2 separate regions of the Mus musculus genome follow, and region 2 is linked to region 1. The links are chromatin contacts, called in public promoter capture Hi-C maps. All regions are on one chromosome and are shown on one strand. Each heading gives the region's core, a stretch centred on a gene start, on an enhancer-like site or on the middle of the called end of the contact. The rest is flanking DNA. Distances are from core to core; before and after follow the strand shown. Region 1 overlaps Adcy9 (adenylate cyclase 9). Region 2 overlaps Glis2 (GLIS family zinc finger 2).

Region 1 (7,441 bases), core at 1,889-4,388:
AGCCACACTTTATAAGTGAACAGCATTCCCTTTGAGAATTAAACCTCCATTTTTGTTTGCCTACCAGGAGTCATTGTCCTTGATAGAAAGGAGCCAGGCAGGTGTCCCTTAACATGATCTTGAGGTCATACTCTGTGACTTGTGCTTTCTTTCTTTCTTTGAACTGAAGAGGATTGGTAATGTGGAGAGTGGTGGGTGCTCAGTGAGTAGTGACTGCTTTCTGAACAGTCTGTAAGAATAGTGAGCTATGGAGAGCTCAGAGTGCTGGATTCTAGTGCTCACAGGTTCCAGATGTCCAGAAATTCTCAGAATACACCCCAAATTTCCAAATATATCTTCACCACTCACTATGATGTAGACACATATACATGCACATGCCATAAACACACACATCTTCTCCCCCCCCGCCCCCCATCATTTGGGAACCAGGTTTCAGCCAGCACCCCTTAATATTCCTAAGTATTTCTTAAAAACAAGCATTCTTTCCATACGTCCAACAAGCATCCACCTTCCCTAGTCAGGAAGGCAACATTGCCATCGTGCAGTACCTAAGCCTCAGGCCCCTGCATACTGTGCCAGTTGCTGTTTTGAGAAATGTCCATCAGAGCCGATCCATGCTCCCAGTTGTCACAGCTCTTTAGCTTCTTCCTTCATCTTTGTCCTTTCATGACTTGGACATTTTGGAAGACAACTGGCTAGTTATTTTGTGCGACAGCCATTAGTTTAGGTTTGCTCATGACTAGATTTAGGATGTGCAGAGAAGAATGCTGCAGAGAGGCGATGTGAATCCAGCCCTGCTGATGTAGTGTTTGTTATTTCTAGATCTGTCATGTTTCATTACTTGGGGCAGAATTGATGAGTTTTTTTCCATCATAAAATTAATTGGTTATCATTTACAATTTGGTTAAAAAGTAGTACTCTATAAGGGAAACAAACATTTGTAACTGTTAGAATTGTGTTTCTCATTAGGCCTTTAGCTATCTTTGTTTCCTTGGATGCATCAGTTAGTATGGTAGTTACCAAACAGTGATGTTCTAATTGCACTATCTCATCTATATTTGTTAGCTGTCGTTCTGCTCTAAGAGAGTGAGTATGCCTGCCTCCCTACCTCCCTGTCTTCCCCTCCCTCCCTCCCTCTATCTGCCCCCCCCCCCCCAGTTTGTAGTCATTGGGTTTATGTAATCCTTTACTATCAACATTTGCTTTCAAGCTCCGACTGTCCTGGTGGGAGCTCGTTCATGCTGTGTCCTTTTAGTGTGTCCCTGCCATCCTTGAAGACTCCTTTACTTTTTGACAAAATACTTTCTGGGCTCTTCATGAATGTTTCTTCACTCCAGCTCTGGAATTGGCCTTTGCTGCAGTAAGCCTTGGTTTCCTATAGCAGAGAATGGTAAGCAATTGTCCATTGCTTCTGTCTGTTAGATCTCAGTGGACATATTAAGGGACACACAAGCATAGCTTTTATATATACATATCTGTTCATGCATTGGGTAGGCAGGCGTTAGAACTCTGTGTCTACCCACCTAACTAGCTATAAGAAACAAGATGTAATCTTCACCACATGGATAGGTCATTTTAACTTTATCCCGTCCTTGGCCTCTTCTTATTGTATTTACTATTTTTGTTTATTTGATCAGTAGCCTTGTATATCTTCTGACCTCTGGGCCATCGAGCCCCAGACCTTATCACCAGCATCAGGGGACTGGCAGCCTCAAAGCCTCAGTAGACCACAGCAGACAAACTCAGGTCTGCCTGTGCTGGCAAGCATACAGTGTGTTAGTTACTTTTTCATTGCTATGATAAAATATCTGACAGAAGCCACTTAAGGAAGACTTCGTTGGCTCACAGTTCAAGGGTATATTCCACGGCAGCTGGAAAGGCAGGAACTTGGGGCCACTGGTCACATTATATCCATGGTCTGGAAGCAGAGTGAATAACCAGTGCTGGGGCTTGGCTCTTTCTTTCTTTTTTATTTCTTTTAGAATGCCAGCCATATTTAGGGTAGGGCATCTATTAAAGTGATCTAGAAAGCCCCTTACAGATGTGCTCAGAGATCTGTTTCTAGATTTTAAAATCCTGTTGACAATCAAGGTTAACCCTAATAACTATTTTAACATTTTATACTTTTCTCTTAAAAGGTGACCCTGCTAATTAGGGGTGGGTCTTTGTAGTAGCAGTCTAAACAGAACTGCTTGCTATTCAGCAAAAGGGGAAGAAAATATCTTCCTCATCAACACTTCTCAGTCAGAGGGAAGGTTTTGACCCTGGAGAATAGCTGACTGTTGATAAAGGTGTCACGGGTGTGGACGTGCTAGGTCAGAAGGGTGGATCTTTGTAGCAGTGTTTCTCATCAGAGTGGTTCTGTGCTTTGCTCTGTGTCTGGAAGAACTATCTATCCATTTTCAAGTCAGCACTAGGGAGGGCTAGGCTTAGGTCTGAGCTGGTCAGGCACATGTAGGAGAATTGGTTTTGCCCTGGTTAAGGGGGCAGGGGTGTCTGTGTGTATGGTTGCCTGTGGCCAACTGCCTTGGCACAACAATTTCTTATTGGTCTAAGTGTAGTCCCAGGTTAGGATCTACACAGCTCTGCAAGGCAGGAGCTCACTGTCTACTTGTAGACGTATGGACAAACAGGTGGCAGAGTGAAGGTTTCCCAGTTTCCCAGTGAGCTAGACATCCCCTCAGCTAAGTTTCCCAGCTTGGAGCTGTGAGTCAGTTGCTAGGTAGTGACCTTTGCCACTGCAAGCCATCTGCTTCTCCTTCTCCAGGTTTAGAACTTTTCTGCTCAGGAATTACAGTTTCCTCATTGAAATCAGGAATGATCCTTGGAGACATTACTGGGTTTTCTCCAGTGAGGGACTGAAGAACCTGCCCAAGTGGTTCTTGGAGACCCTCAGGCTGTGTCAGAGAACCAGGCAGCTTGCTAGAGTGGGCTCTGCTGGAACATGTAGCTGTTACATTGTCTAGGCCAACAACATCTTGTGTTCAGTCCCTGTGCGCAAGACATCACAACAAGTTCTGGGAACGTGGAGAGGATTCCTGTGTACCTCCTACCCTCTGGCAGGGCAGAGCGGGCTCCTCTTGGGAAAGCAGGAGTTGGCACGCGTGTGTCATCGGTGGTTCACCATTTGGCCTCACTTGTGTGCCTGGATGAGTGCCATCTCTCTGCTCAGTTCTTGCGAGTGCACTGATGTTCCTTTCTGCCTGACCCATACCCTTCTCAAGGACAGGAGGGAGAGGGTTGCGTTAGGCTCACGTAGGCTTGAATGGCTCAATTTTCACACTCTGTTTTGACATTGTCCTGCCACTTGTTGAACAAAGAAGAGTCACACAAACCACAGAAGAGGAAGCCACGACAAAGGAGTAAATTGTGTCTCAGCAGTCAGTGTATGGAACTAATTTAGGATGATTTTTTTTTCCACTGTCAAAGAATTAAATGAAATTTGAACAATGCACAGTCAATTTCTCTTAACTGGGACTTCATCTTAATGTTATTAATGTTTTCTAATTTTAAAATGGCAGCACAAATACTGCTTTAAAATAGTACTTACAATTAATTAGATTTCTTTGGTATTTTCATGACAGCTCCTGATTATTGGGCATTTCTGTTTCCTCCTGTATTCATTTCTGTATGTCTCCCCACAGACAGAGCCCAGAAACCAATGAGGAGCTCTTTTTTTGCACCCTTCCCTAATTCAGACCTGTTTAGTCTAGGGAGAGCACAGTACAGAACTGGGTTCTTTTGTCCATACCTGGCGTCTTTCCCAGAGGACCAGGGTGGGCTGTGAGGAAAGGCCAAGTGCACACTTGAGAGCAGTAAGTTTGAGAGGTCTTACTGGTCATCTGAAACCCAAGGTCTTTCTCCTCACTGTGTTCTTGGAATTCAGTCTGTGATTCCCAGGCAATGGAGTCCAGCCTAGGTAATAAAGATAAATTTCAAGTCTAGCTTAGGAGCAGTGTCTGGTCTTGAACCCTGGCTGTGCTGCAGTGTACTGCCTCTGCTGGGCCTCCTGCCACCCAAGCCCCATGATCAAGGTTCTCCCAGAATTCTCAGGTCTCTGTCAGCTCCTCTCAGCTCACCTGTGTCCTGTGCTGGAGACTGATTCTGTATTTGAGTGGTTTTGGAAAATAAGTGTATTTCCTCTCATCCACCCACTAAAAACCTTGCCGTTGTGGAATGAACACCCCTACTATGGAGGAAAACTATGTTCTTTGCTTGTTCTCAAGCCAACATGTACTGTGTTGGGAGAAAAGAACAGAGATATTCCATTCATCTATCTCTGAAGTGTGAGGTGTGGCTGGGGAGACTGAGCCTCCTTGGAATCAAAACTCTTCAGCCAGAAGACTTGGGTCTGTGAGGTGAGGCGAGGCTGTGAGGATCCCGTGTAGCTGCCAGTGTCCTTTCGCTTTCTGTCTTGAACATAGATTCACATAGCATGTGACAGATTCCTATGTCAATCTATCTGCCCCTCAAAGAGAAGGCAGTGGTTGTTTTTTATCTCTTAACATACTGACTTTGTGAAACCCAGCTGCTCATCAATGGAAGAGCAAAGCTGTCTTGAGAGGCAAAGCATGTGGGAACTTAGAGATTAGGAGTGGAAGTCAAGTAAGGAGGCCCATGGCCTCATTCCGGGTCTGGGGAGGCTAAGGTGGAAGGGTTAGTGCAAGTCTGAGCTCAGTCTTAATACTTACAGTTTAAGATACAGGGCCCACCAGTAATTCAGTTCGAATGAGAATTAAAGACCCAGTCAATGCTAGCAGCAGAGTAGTTAGCCAGGGGACCAGGAGAACAGAGCCTGGTACCAGTTGTCTGAGTAATCTCAGTGTCTGTCTGTGTCTCTGTCTCTCCTCTCTCTCTGCGTTTTTTCCCAACCCAGCAACATTCTTTTACATTACTCTGGTCAATTAGCATAGAGACAACAATTTCCCCCCCAAAGCCATATTTTCCTTTAGCTCAGGAGATGTAAGTCTAAGCCTCCAATTTTGTATGACCATTTCTGCAAGGGAATCTACCTGTTGTTATAATACCTCTAGGTCCTGATCAACTTGTCTACTTAGTTTGCAAAGCAACAGAAGAGGCACATTCAGTCAAACCATTGGTGCGTGCCCACCAAGTAAGTCTCAGGGGCCCAGTAATATTGCTGTTGTCCAGATGAATTAACACAAAAGGCAGAATGACTGGCATCTCAATCAGGGGAATTGCCTAGGTTAACAGTTTTGGGATATTACAGTGGGCAAATTTTAGCCTATTGTAAGTTGTAAGTCCTCTGATGTTAATCTGGGCTGCCCCCAGTCACATCGAGCTTTGTCAGTCAGCGGGTTGATAGTCTGGCTCATTCTTATCTGTGTTGTGAAGGAGGTGGGAGTCTAAGCGCATCCAGCAATCCTGGCCTATTTCCTGCTGGGAATGATTAACTTGATCCCCAGTGTCCCTCCCTGTGACATAGAGTCTGATTCCCCAGGTCTTTCCTGTTTCCTAAATGCCAGAATTTTTTTTAAAGGAAAATTTCAGGAAGCCTCAGTTTTACAACCCCAATTTATGCAGTGGAAACTCCCTTGTTTCTGGCAACCTTGGGACAGAAGCAGGCACAGGGAATGCATAGAGTTGTAAATTCTGTCTTAAAAGATAAATTCCCATATCTTTTCCTTTTGCCAATACAACGAGACACTCAGAGTGGGCGTCAGTGAGCAGAGGTAGTGGTTGGAATATGGGCTGCTGATTTGTAGTCACACTAGACCTGGTTTCATCTTTCATCTTGTGACAGCCATGACTAATACTTTCTCTGTATCTGTCTTCCTCAGTTTCCAGTCCAGGCCTGAGGGCAGCAGGGGCCAGACTGTAACCCTGTGTTTATAGCTATAGTGCAAAACACACATTTCAGGAGAAAGTGGTGGGGCAGGGAGTAGAATGGCCCAGGGCCTCAGTGTAATCTTTATTTTCCATAGTCTAGAGACTGTCCATTTGGCCACATCTGAGCTCCCACTTTCTTGACCTGGGTGTGGTGGATCCACAATGTAATACCTTCACAGCCACAGGAGTGGGAGTCCCGCCAACTGCTGGTCTCTGAGCCTGGGAAGCAGTGAGACAGGCCTTCCAAAGAGAACTTCATAGGGGCTAAATCCCTCCCTATGTGGGATAAGGCAGACTATGTTAAAGCAAAGGAGGGAGGCCTAGCTTTAAAGGAGAGACTCTGTGGAGAGTTTTGTTAGAGTTTCTTTTAATGTCCTGTTTACTTTTTTAGGCCAGAATTCTGAGGTCTCTATGCACAATAAAGTTGTGCATATAGTTTTCAATATCTAAAACTTTAGCAATTAATTGAAAGATTAGGCTATGAAAGCCAGGCCATTATTGGATCCCATTGCTATAGGGAGGCCAAATCAGGGGACCAGTTCCTGGAGGAGATTTTTTTAGCTACTATTTGAGCAGTTTTAGTCTGGATAGGGTACACTTTTATCTACCCAGAAAAGTATCTATAAAAAGTAGCAAGTACTTGTATCCTCCCCTGGCAGGCCAGATCTCAATGAAGTCAGTTTTCCCAGAATTCAAGGAGGTGTTGCCCTGTCTTTCGGACTCCTTCCTGGGTAAGGACTCTCTGTTTTGGATTGACTTAAGCAAACACTTGGCATCTAACTGAGGCCACACTGCACTGGGTGTCCAGTCTAGGTATAACACGTGGCATCAAACTGAGACATCCTGCACTGGGTGTCCAGTCTAGGTATAACACACATGGTTTGAGCAGCTTAGAAATTTTGTGGACCCCAGATGAGTGATCTGGTGAAGGTTGCTTACCGGAACCTTGCCACTTGTTTCTGGGAGAATGGTTTCTTTCTCTGGTATCCTCTATCAACCTGAGGGTTTGAGGTGTCCATTTCTTCTTCACTGTGGAGTCTTGGACAGCACAGGGTTAGGGTATGCCATCAGAATGTTAGTAGGCTCCACTGGTCTTAAGGGCTATGTCTTAGTCAGGGTTTCCTATTCCTGCACAAACATCATGACCAAGAATCAGTTGGGGAGGAAAGGGTTTATTCGGCTTACACTTCCATACTGCTGTTCATCACCAAGGAAGTCAGGACTGGAGCTCAAGCAGGTCAGGAAGCAGAAGCTGATGCAGAGGCCATGGAGGGATGTTCCTTACTGGCTTGCTTCCCCTGGCTTGCTCAGCCTGCTCTCTTATAGAACCAAGACTACCAGCCCAGAGATGGCCCCACCCACAAGGGGCCGTTCCCCCTTGTTCACTAATTGAGAAAATGCCTTACAGTTGGATCTCATGGAGGCATTTCCCCAACTAAAGCTCCTTTCTCTGTGATAACTCCAGCTGTGTCAAGTTGACACAAAACTAGCCAGTACAGGCTATATGTTTGGCAGTCAAGTTAGCAGTTGAGCAACAGAGGGCAGGACAGCAATTTGTAGGGGGACCACATAGCCACTAGGAGGGCCAAGG
Region 2 (7,441 bases), core at 1,865-4,364, 240 kb before region 1:
ACACAAGACTACCCTACTCCCTATAATATTCTGCCTCCATGTTCCCTTCTATAAAATGGGAAAACTGGGATAAGTTTGTAGCTGCTTGTATTCAAATGCTAATTTGGGTTCTTCAAAACTGTTTGCACTAGGGTGTCTGCACATAGCTTCTAGGACCCTACCCCCAGTTAATTCTGAATGGTAAATAAAGATGCCAGCAGCCAATAGTTGGGGAGGAGAGAGGGGTGGGGTTAGGTTTCCAGCTTGGGACCATGAGGAGGAGAAGAGGTAGGTAGCTGCCATGCCTTAGGAAGTGTGCAGGAGAGGAGAGGAGAGGAGAGGAGAGGAGAGGAGAGGAGAGGAGAGGAGAGGAGAGGAGAGGAGAGGAGAGGAGAGAGAGGCCATGGAAGAAGAAGAGTGCAGGAGGGAGAAGCAGGGCCGCCATGTAAAGGGGCCAAGAGAACTTGACCCAGATGGCTGCTCAGTTGGGTCAAGAGCAGCCAAGATGGACACAGAAACTAGTAAGTAGTAACTCGGAGTTCTGGGTGGGAGGTGATTGCAGCAGCGTGGAGGTTAGGCCCTGCTACTGTGCTGCTTGAGGCTGTGTGTGTCTGTCCTGTGTGTGTTCATTGGGGAATGTCAATGGCGTAAGGCGGGAAGGAACCCTGCACTGAGATTTATTAAATTAGATTCATTCTCCATGAGCTGACTGACTCTCCCACCTCAAGCACATGGTACGCCGGTTCTCGGAAGGTTAAACAGATGAGATGAATACCACCCAGGTGTGGGCACGAAGCATCTCTAAGACACATCACTACCCTCAGTCACCACCCATACATAGAATAACCTCAGAGTCCACAGCTACAGTCTCGGAACTTTAGCTTTGCCCACTCCTCTCCCGCTTCTTTCCAGATCCTTCCATAGGCTTTGTTCGGTTGGAGCTAGTTCTACATGCATGCCTGCATGCCGTGTGAAATTAGGCAGATCTCATCCACTTAAGGGATGAGTGGACACGAGTGCCGGTGGCGCTGTCAGCTGGAACCTGTAAGCTCCTTCCTGTTGGGCACACATGGCGCAGTCCCGCCTGAGGCCCCAGCTGACGGGTGAAGTACCTGGTGGTGGAGAGCCTGGGGAGCCAGGGGCGGGGCTATCGTCCACCAGGCCCAGCTCTCGATGCAAAGCATGATGCCGGACCACACCCAGTGTCCTTTCTCTCTTCTCTCTTGCCGCTCGGAGCTTGGTGATGCTCAGCTTTAGGTCGAGGGGCTCGTCCAAGGAGTGCATGGTGGGAGGGCGTGTCAAAGATGTACCCAACTGGTCTTGAGGCAGGAACCTGCAGGAGAGGTCGTGTAGCCTTAGGTTTCTCTTTCAGCTATACCCATTGAAACTTCTGGGAGCAGAGGAGTAGAGAGGACAGCCTAAATGGCCTGGCTTACTGGCATCCTGGAGAGTCAAATTACATTCCACTGCCACTCCCTACTAGCCTTTTGGGATAGGCCAAGTTTATAGTCTCCATTTAATCATGGGAGTGTTAGAGACTGCCCCCAATCACGCAGAACTCACAGTCTGGCAGAATGGCCAGACTTGAAGCTACATCTCCCAGAAACTAGCTGGCTAAGCCCCAACTGTTGCTTCTGATAGATGGGAAGTTACGCTTAGGAGGCCTGCCAGTCTGAATCCGGAGACCTAAAAGGAGGCCAGGAGCAGCAAAAATCCTCCAAGATGCAAGCAGTAGTCCTTGGTGACCAGTTAAGCACCCACTAAGCGTGCCAGAAATGCCCGGTCAGGGCAGGGGACTATCACCTCCAAGGAAAGCAGCCTGAGGGCTGGTCCCAGGCAAGGCTCTGCAAGAACAAGGACTGAACCTCCCAGGTAAAAGAGGCTGTGACAAAAACCAGGGCCAGTGAGCTTTGGCTGCCACCAGGGGGCAGCTGAGGACTGTGGCCAGACCTGTTCTGCAGGACCAGAAAAGGACAGTAGGTAGAAAAAGCTAGTGGTAACATTCTTAAAATTTCATACTGCGACTCTCCTCCTCTCATGCAACTGCGGGGTCTTCACAGCACAAGGCCAGCCCTTCCACACCAAACACCTCACCTTCCGCCCTCGAGAGACCTCCCACTTGTTTCTCTGGCCTTTGTTCGTGTAGACTGTCACACTGCAAAAATCTTTTTACTGAACACCCACACTAAAAGACTCTACTACTGTATTTAATACAAAGTGGGCATGGAAGGAAAAACCTGAAAAATACCTGGAGCAGCTGAGTGTGTCCTCGGGGGCTTGTAAGACCTTGTGCCCTTACATGGGGCGGAGATGGCAGAGAGGACAGTCACTCACTGTGTTCCTCCCATCTGTTCTCCAGGCCAAGGCTCTAGGGCAGCTTCTCCTACCTGGTCGTCCCTTGCTTCCCTCTTATGCCCTCAAACTCCAAGCTTCAGCGGCATTCCCCAGTACACAGTGTGCACCCTTCCTTGGCCTGCAATGCAATCCTGCTTGTAAGGATGTATCTCCAGCTCCCACTACATGTGGCTACATGGAATCTGGGCACACAGGGCTGCATCATCAGAGCACAGGAAACCTGTTTACTGTGAGATTCAGGTCTGTAACTTGTCCCCACTGAGGCTGTCAGATGCACTTGTTACTGCTCAGACAACGCTTGGACCAGAGACTCACTGTATCATACCCTGGTGACCAGAGCACCACCCTCTTGGGAGTCCCAGACCCATGTAGGTGGGTAGGTGATGGTGATGGCCTTAGACCTTCTCATCCATTCCTGTCTAGGCAAAGGCTGCCCTCTGCCTGACCTGTAGCCCGTTAAATCTGTCTGTCTGTCTCTACCTGTTTATTTTTAGACGCAGTCTCAGTCTAACCTCCCTGAAGCTCCTCTATGCTGGGAGCCTGGAAGGGGAGGAAGGAAGTAAATATTTATGCTGATTAAGAATTCAGGAGCCAGGAAGGGCTGGTGGCCTGGTCCCTCGTCTGGCCCAAAGCCACAGGTTTCTCTGCCCCCACCACCCACCATGGAGAAAAGACCCCTGGCAGGGTGCCTGAGCTAGAGAGTCAAGCACTGGCTCTCAGTCACAGTGCCAACCAAGCAGTAGCCTTTGGCACCTGCTCCTGTCTCATGTCCTCCCACCAGAGGGAGCCTAGGAGGAGCCTCTGATCTGTCATCTGGTTCTGAGGACCTCCAGGGAACAGCACAGCATTCACCTAGGGTCCATCTCCCTGGGTGAGGAGGCCAGCACCCAGAGCAGGAAAGGAGACGCCAATGACTGCCCCACCCCCACCATCAGCAGATCCAGTCTCCAGGGATACCCTTTCACTTCCTGTCCCTTGGTTCTGTCCAGGGAGGTAGGGATCATTCTTGGAAGCCAGGATCCAGCCCAGGCTCTGCACTCCTCCTAAGAAAGGAGGAAGGAGATGTCGCAACGAGTCCTGCTAGTTTTCTGATCCTCCACCCCAAGGGAGCAGATGGCCTATGACCCCACTCATGCTTTGACCATGGCCAACCTCAAAGACCTCTTCACTCCTACTCCCAGCCAGCAGCAGCCTATCTGGCTTCAGCTTGGTTTTGTCCTAGAGCTAGATGAAAGGGGGAGGAGAAAGGCAGGTCCCCCATTCTTCTAACTGACTCTGCAGCTCAGCTCTCCAGCCAGACTTAAATGCCTGGAACAAGGACAATGGCAGGCCATGATCCTGGGAAAAGTGAAGCCATCACCTCCTTAGCCAAGGTCCAGCAGCAGCTTGCCCTTATAGTTCAGGATATCTGGAACCAGTGGGTCTCCGGAACTTACTGGTCCAAAGGGACGGGATACCACCCTCTCTCATGGGTACAATACCCAGGGGTAGGGAGTCCACCCGCCTGAAAGACTTGCCGGAGAAACCACCTGTGCCTGTTTTCCTACTGGTCAGATGGCTGAGTGACTCTCACCCTGGGCTGCAGGGCTGCGATCAGGGACCAAAGGCCATGCTTTGTAGCACTCACTCCTGGTAGGCTAGGTGTGTCCCGAGACACACCCACCTGCAAGGGCCATGAAGGGAACCCGCAGCAGCAACCCCAAAGGGTGCTGGGCCAGCCCTGGAGGCTCTTCCAGCTGCAAAAGGAACTAATTAGAGCAGAGGGAGCTGGAGGAAGCAGCAGTAAGGGAGGAAGAGCAGAGACCACCGGGGTGGCAGGGGTGGAGACAGCCCTCCCACAACCCGAGCGGGGGTCACCCTGAGGGTGGGCTGGGCGCCTCCAGCCAGCCATGCCAAGACAATGACTGCTATTGTGCGCCCACTGCAGACCCTGCGCAGACGGTCCCCAGCTGCAGCTCCTGCAGGGCACCAGGCCCCCTATAGACCAATATAGACCACCATCCCTCCCTCTTGGGGAAACTAAGCTTCAAAGACACCAAGCTAAGAGAAGGGGACCAAATTCCCGCTGGGGTGAAGTCCTTTCTTCCCTTCCAGAGGGAGGGCTACCTTCAACAAGGACCTCAGCAAAGGTGAACTGCCCCCCAACCCACAGCCGTATGTATCACTAATATGGTGAACACCCCCATTTCACCAGGGGTAGTCTGGAAACTGCACATTTAGTTAGTTATGGCAAAACCAGCCTAGAACTTGGGGACAGTGACCCAAGATGCACCTCTCCACACAGTCAGTCATGCTCACTTGGGAGATGGAGGCAATTAGATCAGTAATTCAAGGCTAGCTTCACAGTTACACACACACACACACACACACTTAAAACTGAATTCCTGGTCTCCTTTCACCTGACAGTAGCCAGGCCCTGATCTAAGAGTGTCTCCAACTGGAACATCACTTTAGCACCAGGAAACTGAAGTCTAGGGGGAAGTGTCTGCCCTGGGTTGTAATCATGGGTGGCAAGACCACCATGCTGTCTATGTCAGTGACTGCACCAGCCAGAGGCTGATAGTCCATCATAGCAGCACCTGTCACACCAGGTGCCACTTCATCCCACTTTATAGATGCAGAAACTGAGGCTCGGGAGAGTGACCTGCCCTGGGTCACAGAGTTCATCTGTAACAAACAAGGGATTATCGGCCCCACCTGTGCCCCTGGACTTGACTTAGGTTGGTTACTGCCTCCCCACTCAGAGGGTTTATGGAGGGATACCTAGGTACAGAACCCAAGAAAGGCAGCAGGGCAGGCACTGGGTAGGCACTGGAGGGGACGAGGGGACTGGGGGCCACCAGAAGGCTGGGAGAGCTGAGGGCAGCAACACTTGCCAAAGCAGCCGGCCCATAACCCCACATTCCTGGGAACCGCCTGTGCTCCCTACTCTGGCCAAAAGCCCCACCCTCCTTGGCCGCCCAGTGAGGGAGACTGGAGGGCAACGGCAAGGAAGGACCTCTCAGGGCCCTTCCCAACCAGGCAGCAGGCAGGGTTCTAATGGGTCGGACCACATGGAGCCTTAACCCCACTCTGCTACTTCCTGTCGTTCCCTGACCCCCTTCTCCCCTTCCCTAAGTTGGGATGTAACGTTCAACATATAGAACAGCGCTAGACACACAGTAGGCACTGTAAAGTGAACATCATCCTGTCACCCCTGCTGCGGTCCCTAGCCTATAAGAACAATCCTGAGGTCACCCCTGCTACGGTCCCTAGCCTATAAGAACAGTCCTGAGGCCTGGTCCTCCCTGTACAAACATTAAACTCTCACTGCAGACCAGAACTTTGGCTGGCTTGTACCGCTTCGAGAGCCTCTACTGTCCTGTGGAGTGACCACAGAGTTGGGAGGGTACCCTGGGGGGGGGGGGGGGCTGTGGAGCCTGACAGCACAAAGAGGCCCTGGAAGGAGGGTGTAGAAGCCAGAAGCCTTCTAGGCCTAAGAAAGGGGCCAAGGCCACTGTCCTGGAAGGGCCTGGAGTCTGCTTTCCCTGGAAAGCCATGACTATGTGTAGCTCCCTCACAGTCCTAAGTGGGGGCACCTGGCCTATTCACACCACCTCATTAGAAACTCAAATGTCCCCAGACAACCAGTCCAGATATGAACTCTTCTCTGCTAAAGAGCACTGAGGACTGACTGGCTGAGCGACACCTGAGAACACAGCCTGCAGAGAACCTGACCATTACAAGTTCATTGAACAAAGCCAGCAAACTACCTGGCTGTAACCTCCCCTGGCTATGTGGCTCCCAGTCACTGTCTCAGCCTCCACAGGACAGTTTCTTCACTGGTAACTCAAGCACCACAGTATGAGCCTAGATACTCAGGACATCCTAGAGGACAAGCCTTGCCCTAGAGGCAGCCACACGGGAGATGCCAGTAACTAGTAGCCCTGAGGGTCCACATTTCTGCCCTAGGCTGGGGTGACCTACACAGAGTCTACCAAGGTCTTCCAGAGCTGAAACTTAAAGGCCAGGAGGTTTACTCCTTCTGCACCCCTCACCAGCCCCACCATAGGCCTGTCCTTGTCCCAGACCTGGAGGATGGGTTAACAGAGCCCTGAGAACCCTGACACACACAAGCACTCATGCAAACATGTGGCCCTTCAGCTGCAAGGTCTGTCTGGTCCAGAGGCCTCCAAATGTTCTGGGCCCCCTTCTCCGGCCCCCACCTCCTGCTGCCTGCCCGCCTGCAGCCACCTTTGCACAACTATGTCTGGTATTTTCCTGTCTGCCCAGCTTTGGGGGGGAGGGTATAGGGCCATGAGCAAGCCTGCACCTGGGCCTCAGCCAGAGGCAAGCAGGCCAAGCAGCCCCCACACAGCCTGCTGGGTGGGAAGGGAAGGACGCAGGGCTGGGCAAGGCCGGCCACTGCAATCCCTGGGAGGGGTGGGCAGTTAGAGGCACAGACTCAGCAAGGTCGAACACAGGCAGAACCGTTCTGGGTAAGGGGCTCTTCTGGTAACATGCTTGCTTAGCAAACACAAGGCTCCAATTTCTGCCCCTGGCACTGCACAAACCAGGCATGGTGGCAAAGGCATGTAACCCCAACACTCGGGAAGTGGAGGCAGGGAGGTCAGAAGTTCATGGTCAGCATGGGCAACATAATGAGATTCTGTCACAAGAAACAAAAAGCCAGCCAGGAGGTGGTGGCACACACCTTTAATTCCAGCACTTGGCAGGCAGAGGCAGGCAGGCTGATGTCTGTGAATTCCAGGCCAGCCTGGTCTACAGAGTTCCAGGACAGCCAAGGCTACACAAACACCAAAAGACAACCAACCAACCCACCAAGCTGCTACATGGCTGTTGGGGGGGGGGGTGCAGTGCTCTGAGGCCAGCGCAGGCACTGGCCAGTCTTTCAGTGTCGGTGGGCAAGCAGAGTGTGTTTTACCCTTGTGCACAGCAGCAGAGGCCTGCCCTAGGCGTCAATGGCTGGTGCTGCTGTTACTCAGGAGACCAGATAAGTATGGGCAACCAATCCATAAAAGCAAGAAAACTGCACTTCCCAAGCCAAGCCGGGCCATTTCATGAACACATCAGGAGGCTCCACACATGTGACCCCCTCTCACCTCCT

Evidence for each region. Capture Hi-C pulls out chosen DNA fragments and counts their contacts.
Region 2: a contact with region 1 is called in a promoter capture Hi-C map of adipose tissue. The contact joins two enhancer-like sites. A contact is called at or near these places in 1 of 39 promoter capture datasets (pre-B cells), 1 of 484 Hi-C or Micro-C datasets (pro-B cells), 1 of 115 datasets of contacts at active chromatin or transcription factors (embryonic forebrain) and 2 of 9 other capture datasets (adipose tissue and liver).

Annotation. Positions count from the first base shown.
Region 1 is chr16:4,366,063-4,373,503 of GRCm38.p6, reverse strand. All of the region lies in intron 2 of Adcy9 (adenylate cyclase 9), which reads left to right. Among named protein-coding and RNA genes, the nearest start is that of Adcy9, 51 kb to the left of the region's middle. Within about 2 kb of position 3,138, at least 67 of the 459 cell types and tissues checked have an H3K27ac peak or open chromatin away from gene starts, as enhancers often do. A contact at or near this core is called in adipose tissue, where this site is marked.
Region 2 is chr16:4,602,469-4,609,909 of GRCm38.p6, reverse strand. It overlaps Glis2 (GLIS family zinc finger 2), which reads right to left. Exons shown (of 7, transcript NM_031184.3): 2 at 1,092-1,312. The coding sequence starts at 1,263. Among named protein-coding and RNA genes, the nearest start is that of Glis2, 11 kb to the right of the region's middle. Within about 2 kb of position 3,114, at least 58 of the 459 cell types and tissues checked have an H3K27ac peak or open chromatin away from gene starts, as enhancers often do. A contact at or near this core is called in adipose tissue, where this site is marked.